Regions from separate parts of the Triticum aestivum genome. Here region 2 is linked to region 1. Evidence: chromatin contacts called from public Hi-C data. All regions are on one chromosome and are shown on one strand. The core of a region is the stretch at or near the end of the contact, and the rest is flanking DNA. Distances in the headings are between cores, read along the strand shown.

The links. A called contact is a pair of places that touch in the nucleus more often than the background predicts.
Region 2: a Hi-C map of leaf shows a contact between it and region 1, with 6 times the contacts expected there. The contact joins the promoter of LOC123181344 here to the promoter of LOC123181343 in region 1. A contact is called at or near these places in 3 of 5 Hi-C or Micro-C datasets (all in leaf).

The regions. Positions count from the first base shown.
Region 1 is chr1D:258,055,832-258,059,330 of IWGSC CS RefSeq v2.1, reverse strand. LOC123181343 (cytochrome b5) reads left to right here and starts at 1,737. Exons shown (of 4, transcript XM_044593594.1): 1 at 1,737-1,993; 2 at 2,135-2,249; 3 at 3,192-3,258; 4 at 3,369-3,499. The coding sequence starts at 2,163. It overlaps LOC123181342 (protein HLB1), which reads right to left and starts at 1,790. Exons shown (of 14, transcript XM_044593593.1): 1 at 1,194-1,790. The coding sequence starts at 1,489.
Region 2 is chr1D:258,385,532-258,389,055 of IWGSC CS RefSeq v2.1, reverse strand. LOC123181344 (STE20/SPS1-related proline-alanine-rich protein kinase) reads right to left here and starts at 1,497. Exons shown (of 21, transcript XM_044593595.1): 1 at 1,064-1,497. The coding sequence starts at 1,261.

The DNA.
Region 1 (3,499 bases), core at 488-2,987:
ATTGCCGCTACCCTGATACGAAACACGAAATGACACTAGAATAGCTGATCAGTAATATGTAGTGAGATGATGATAAGCTTCCAGTCATCACAGAACACAGGTGAAAATTGACAAACAAGATTTAGTTTGTGGGATCCAAGTCAGACAACATCATCCTGCAGTGTTTTTTCTTCTTCTCATTTCTACTAGAGGAAGACGATGCGAACCCGACAACTCAAAGCAAAGCATAAGAAGGCTACACTGCTGAAACCATAAGGGGAGCAGAGCAAAAAACAAAACTGTATCTTCATCATCATTCCCATCAATCAGCCAAGGAGTATAAACTACGAAGATGCAATAGTGCCATATGTACTAAATAAGAATGGTTACTCAGTACACTAAAAAAAGAATGGTTACTCAGTACAGTGACGTATTAACTCATGTTTGCAAACATGAAAAGCGGTCTACATATACGCACCAACAACTCCATCCAAACAGGACCCTAGGGTTCTGCTAGAATGGCAGCCACTAATTTTCTTTGCTGAAGTAAGACCACTGGGCTCCTTTGATTCAAAGGAATTCCATAGCATTTTTGAAGGATTAGAATCCTTAGGATTTTTTCCTACATTGGTCGTGTGACTCATAGGATTGAATCCTATAGGAATTTTTCCTATGGAATCATGTGTGTACAGGAAATCTAGCGTCCACTCCAACCTCTTTTTTCACTTCCTTTGTTTTTCCTGTGGCATCAAACACTCTGTGCTAATCCTATGGGATTCAAGTGGGCATGCCATTCTAATCCTTTATTTTTCCTATTCCTGCATTTTGAGAATCCTACGAATCAAAGAGGGCCTGATACCTCGATAAACTATTACATCCAAAAGTAAGCAGTGTGGCAACAGGGGGAATAAGCAACTGCATAATCGACCAGCAGTTCAATTCAAGTTGGCAAGATAAAACGTAATATAATGAGGAAAAAATGTCTACTACTTCAGCAGCTAACCACCAAAACAAAGCAACATCTCAAATGCACAATTCACATAGATGGCATGGGCCCCAACCAACGTGAAGTGATGAACCAATACATTATTACGATTTCAATTATCCAAATGGCTTGGTACTAGGACCCAAGGCAAACAGCCTAACCAAGTCACGGCGATATGCAGTACTGAATGGAGTGCCGATCATGCACAAGGACGCGCGTCTGCACGAACCTGGACGAAGAACCCTCAGCATCGGCGGATCCGACCCCGCCCCCCTCCCCAACGCCTCCGCCCCCGTCCGCCTCGCCGTCCTCCTTGATCTCACCGACGAGCTCCCGCGTGGTGAACGGCTGGGACCCCTCGGCGCCCAGCGCTGCCTTGGCCTCCTCCTCCTTGGCCGTCGCCGATCGCGGCGGCTCCTCCTCTTCCTCCCCCGCCTCGTCCTCCACCTCCACCGCCGCCCTGTCGTCCGCGCCGTCGGGGAATTCCCCGCCGTCCGCGGGTACGGGCCGCGTGGGCTTCTCCATGGCACGAGCCGATCGGCGTCGGGTACACGATCTGGGGGCGGAGGGCGCGGCGCGAGCGTCTCACCGGGGCACTCCTCTCGTGTCTCCTCTCGCGCCACTCGGTCGCGTACGACTGGGCAAACGGAAAGGGTAGCGATCGCCGAGGCCGAGGCGGGCGGGCGCGACTCCGCAAGCTGACGTGCCAACGGACCGAGGGGCCGAGGGTTGAAGTCCCCCAAGGGAGGAAACGGCCCGGCAGGGTCCGGCCCACGACCGCCGCGCGAGGGGCAATTTGGGAAACACGGCCGCGAAGGGATGCGGGAGGGGCCGGACGCGCCGGGCTCAAATACAGCAGACTCCGGCGCCACCGCGCACGCACGCACGCACGCGGAGCGGGGGGCCTGTCCAAAGCGCGTGATCCATTTCCGCCTCCTCGCTTCCTTCTCGGTCTCGGTGCGTGCGCCACTCCGTCGGCCCGTCCCCCTCACCGGCGACTTCTCGCCTCGCGGCCGCTCCCAGCCCCAGGTGAGTGAGAGCGACCCGACGGCCTACCAACAGCGCCCCAACCGCTTTTCTCTCGACGACGTGTCGTGGATCTAGGTGCACAAGGAGGACTGATTTTTTGTTTTTATTTGGTGGTGTGGAATTCTTGGCCTCTCCCCTCAGGGCAGCGTGGGCGCGTGTGTTGCGAGCCATGGCCGGCGAGAAGAAGATGTTCGGCTTCGAGGAGGTCGCCAAGCACAACGTCACCAAGGACTGCTGGCTCGTCATCGCCGGCAAGGTATGCTTCCCTGCTCGCTACCACTCCTTCGTTTTCCTACCCTGGCATCTACTTCTCCTGCGCGTTCTGTGGCTAGTCTTCTTGTTCCGGCACAGGCTTCGCCTGCAAAGCCTGATGAGCTAGATAATACTTCTAGATGCTAGGCCTCTTCACGAGGAAGAATTGAGTCTGCTGGGCTCGTGGAATTGAGTATTCTTGTTGAGCTTGCTCAAGTCAATTCCGCCCAATCAGATCTGTTCAGCTGCTCATACTTCGTCAACAGAGATGTTCTCTGACCAAACACATAGTCCTATGAGGACAAATAGCAAGTGATTTGTTTTAAGCTTGTGTTCCAATTCCACACCAGTTACAGCCTTGTAGCCTTTGGTGCACTCCATGCTGTTACATGCACCTTCTGTAATATTGTAGTACATAGATTGGTCGACTCGTACAAGATCTGTCTTGCGTGTCGCGTATCAGGATTTCATTCTTGACGAGGTGCTGAGGGAAAGGTATTCCAGCAAAATCTTATCAACTGGACAGCTCTTTCATAGGATCAAGTACAAGTATGGGGAGACAGTGAAGAAAAGCTGCTTCCTCTTCTGCAATGTGCATATTAACTAGTCATGGTGGAAGGAAATGGGTCAATTAAGATGTATCAGGGCTGTTAATTCACATGGGCGTGGTTGATGTTGGGTAGCCCCACCAAAATGGTGTCTCTGCACTGCAGTATGTGTGGCCGATATGTTTGTTGGTACCCATTTCAATTGTGTGGCCTTGAATGTTCCAGTGTGGCATGTGTGGCCATACGGTCTAGAGTTTTCTCTGCACCCAGTGGATTAGATTCCGTTGGAGTAAAAGAAAATACCCAGCAGGAATTGAGAAATTTACCTGACGAAATTCCTGTTATGTGTGCTGCAAAATATGCGTGACTATATCAGCTCATGTTGTGTAACATCTCAGGTGTATGATGTCACCCCGTTCATGGATGAGCATCCTGGTGGAGATGAGGTACTGCTGGCAGTAACAGGTGAGTCATTTTCTTTGTCTTTCATAATTGTTGATGAGACTAAGTTCAAAAGTCTTGCGCAACTTCGATCTTAATATTCAAACCTGATCACTACTCTCCAATATAACCAGGGAAAGATGCAACCAGCGATTTCGAAGATATCGGACACAGTGATTCCGCAAGGGAGATGATGGAGAAGTACCACATCGGGGAGATTGATGCTTCAACCATCCCAGCAAAGCGTACATTTGTACCTCCTCAG
Region 2 (3,524 bases), core at 248-2,747, 330 kb before region 1:
CCAAAACAAGTAGCCTGTATGACAATTTGGTATGCAATGTGGGTTTCTTTTAGAGAAAATTGTATGCTTGTCTTCGAGTGCACTAACGACAAATGGTGCAGGAGAAACTACAATTGGAATTTAGAAAACAAGAATCACGAGTTTACGACTTTACTTCTCTTTGGTAGTTTGGTGACATAATACCCCCCCCCTCCCCCTAAAAATAAGGGTGTATCGTAAATATAAGAGGCATTGATTGAGCTTTGGTTACGCCGATACTTGAGCTTGTTGGCATACGTGTATGGTATACATGTTCATGTAGAGATGTATAATAACGACATCCTCCCAAACCCCAAAAGGATAATGTCATGGTACGAACCGCATAATCTTACGTAGCACTAGGAAATGCTGATCCTTGTATCTATATATGAGTCATGAATTCTAGTAGACGACAATGTCCCCTTCTCCTAAGACCTTCGTCATCAAAGAACAAGTGTGCCCACCCAAATGGAAGCACAAGGCCAAGCTGCATGACCGCGTCCCTGCCCATGCAGCATGCATGCAAATTTAAGCATCTCCCTTCTCCAGGCAGGGTTCTGGCAGTGCCACTATGCCGTATCCACCGCCATCAGGTTCATACATCGGCAAAAAAATTGCTCGAAGTAAATGATAGTTGCCGATGTTGCGACATTCTAGCAAAAATAACTGACCCTCTCAACCAGCTGCAAGCCAAAAGAAAACATCCAAAAATACAGCCACCCTAAGAATTGAAAATGCTGCATATACAGGACTCAACTGATCGTCCTAGCCTCTTTACAACGACTAGTGGCGCATCATTAAAATGCTAATTTATTAACTGTCACTATATTATGTAGAAGCAAATCCTGGAGTAGGCGAGGCTAATAGGACGCTAGACAGGCCAAATTCCAGCGCGATCTCCAAAGCTACCGAATCAGCAGTAGGATCCACTCCAATCAACCAATGGATCTCTCGCCAGATCAAACAGCAGAGGACGCCCAGAAGCAGCCCAACGCCGAAACCGTAAGAGAGCAGGGAGGGAGGGAGGGACGAGACGGATGCTCACGATGTTGTTGTTGAGCTGGTCGAGATCCAGGCACTTGACGGCAACGGTCTGGTTCCTGGGGAGGAAGAGCGCGCGGTACACGACGGCGTGCGCGCCGTAGCCCACCTCCTCCATGAGCCGGTAGTCGGCCGGGTTCACCGTGAACGACGGAGGCGCCGCGGCGGCCGCGCCCCGCTTGACGCTCCCGTTCCTGCCCATGCCGCCCCGCCGGCCGCCAGAGGCAGCGCCGATGGCCCTCCGGTGCCCTCGGGACCAGCGGAGCTCGCCCCCTACGCCCCGCCGCGCTCGACCTGGCCTCTGACCAGTGTCTCCCGCGCGAGCTGGGAGGAGGGAGAGGAGAGATGCTAGAGAGAGAGGGCGTGCTACGCTGGAGAGAGAGGGGAGGAGAGGGGTGAAGAGGAAGAGGAAGAGGAGATAGCGAACGGAAGGACGCTTAACAAACGGGGTCGCGAAAGGGAGCAAAATACTAATGATTTCGGCGGTGACGTGGCGGGGGCGGGGGCGGCGACGTGGGGACGACCTGCCGGCGAGACCGGTCGATGACCTGTGGCCCCCGCGGAGTTGGGCCGGCGTGTCAGTGGCCGCGGTGGGCAGTGGCAGCGAGGGAGTGGCGTGCGGCCGACTGCCCGGTAGATCTCCGCCTCCCGATGCTGGGCTTCCGAGGGGGGGGATCGTCTGCGGGGAGCGGAAGGACTGGTGTGTACGGACACCGGCAGCTAATCCAAACTCATAAATAACCGAGCGAGATAAGTAAGAAAAAAATTAATTCGGACGCGAGTAAACCGGGAATGCTTTAAGTGACTGATCAATATAGTCTTAATAAGCCGGATATAACTTATACCACACGTTTTTTGTGTGGCCCCAGAAATAAATAAAAAATCATGATCTACTGTCTAAAATCCCTTGAAATAGTGCTTTCGTATATTCCACAGTTCTAAAAAGGATCATTTCGTAACGGCCGCTGAAAATAGTTTCGTATTCTAGAGCGTATTTTTGTTAGTAATATTCCTAACCGCAAAAAACTCGTTAAATTTTAATATAATTGTTTTCCTTGTAATGATTTTGTTGCAGTCGGTGTTGGCCGTCACGTACACACGGGCACGCATACACACGTGTGTTTTGATGTGTTTATCACATTCACCTCTAGGGCTGAAAACATGTGAGGATGAGTCTGTTTAAAAAAAACATGCTAACTCGGTTTATGGTGAGCTAGAGGTCGAGTTAGGGAGTGAGCTTTTGCTTGACTTGTAATCTTGGGCCACTTTTGAGCAAGACAAAATATATTTAAAAAAACAATCCACTTGTTAGACAATGTAAAATTCTCGAACATGGTATACCACAACAACTACAAATAGAAATATAAAAATACACCATTCAAAATGGAATTATGGTAATGAAGTTAAAACTTGGTGTACCATTTGTGAAACAAAGGAGGTACATAATAAATTACAACACATGCGTCATAGTTTCAGAACAAAACAATTATGTAATGCATGTAAGATAATCGTTGACGTGTACCTATCCTACATAATAAATTATTGCATTACAAATGAGAAGTGCAAATAAATTAGTTGCGTATATATGCATCTATAAAAATATCCATAGCATTTACGTTGTTGCAGGGTGTATGAAGCCAAAATTTAATGAGCTGATTTTGGTTCAACTCATTTTTAGTTGAATAGCAATTTGTGCTCACGTTGGCTCCTTTCTTTTTGAGTCATCCGGAGTTGAGCTCAAGTGCTAACAAGTATGAAGGTTTCTCTTTGCATCCTCGGTGACCTCACCGAGAAGGCTCTATCATGCCCTCATAGCATTGGAGTTTTAAGTTAACTAAAGGATACCCACGTGTTGCTGTGAGAATTTGTTGCGAGAAATTTGGGTTGGTAAGAGGAGAACCAAAATTAAAAATACATATAACTTATTATATTTGATTATGTATAGGTGTTGCAATATTTATTGAATGTAAGTGGAATAATTTAATGAAAAACATTTTCCCATGCATGGTTTAATGTTGTGGTAGGTCTTTTCTCCTGCATGCTTGCATGTTGAGGTGAGTTTTATATCATCCCTAATTGTATGGTGAGGCGGCATGCATGTTGGGATAAATAAGCTAGTGGGGATGACTCGGGTTGCCCGTAGTGGGTAGTATTATAAGTCAGTATTGTGCATATGATACTAGCGTATGGTACTACCTCCGTAATGCACACCGTATCATAGATTAGTATCTTAGATGACCTTATTTGTTGTCATGCAAGACATATAGTAGTTTTATTATGATACGGTATCATGATATGGTACTCAACCTTCTATTTCTTCATTTATTTTATGTCACCTCATCAAAATTCAAAATTGCCTAGTTGACACGCATGATACTAGTTATGGTACTCCTATTACGGGCGGCATTAGGTATATAGATTATGTATAGTTGTAACAATATTCATTCAATATAAGTAGAATAATT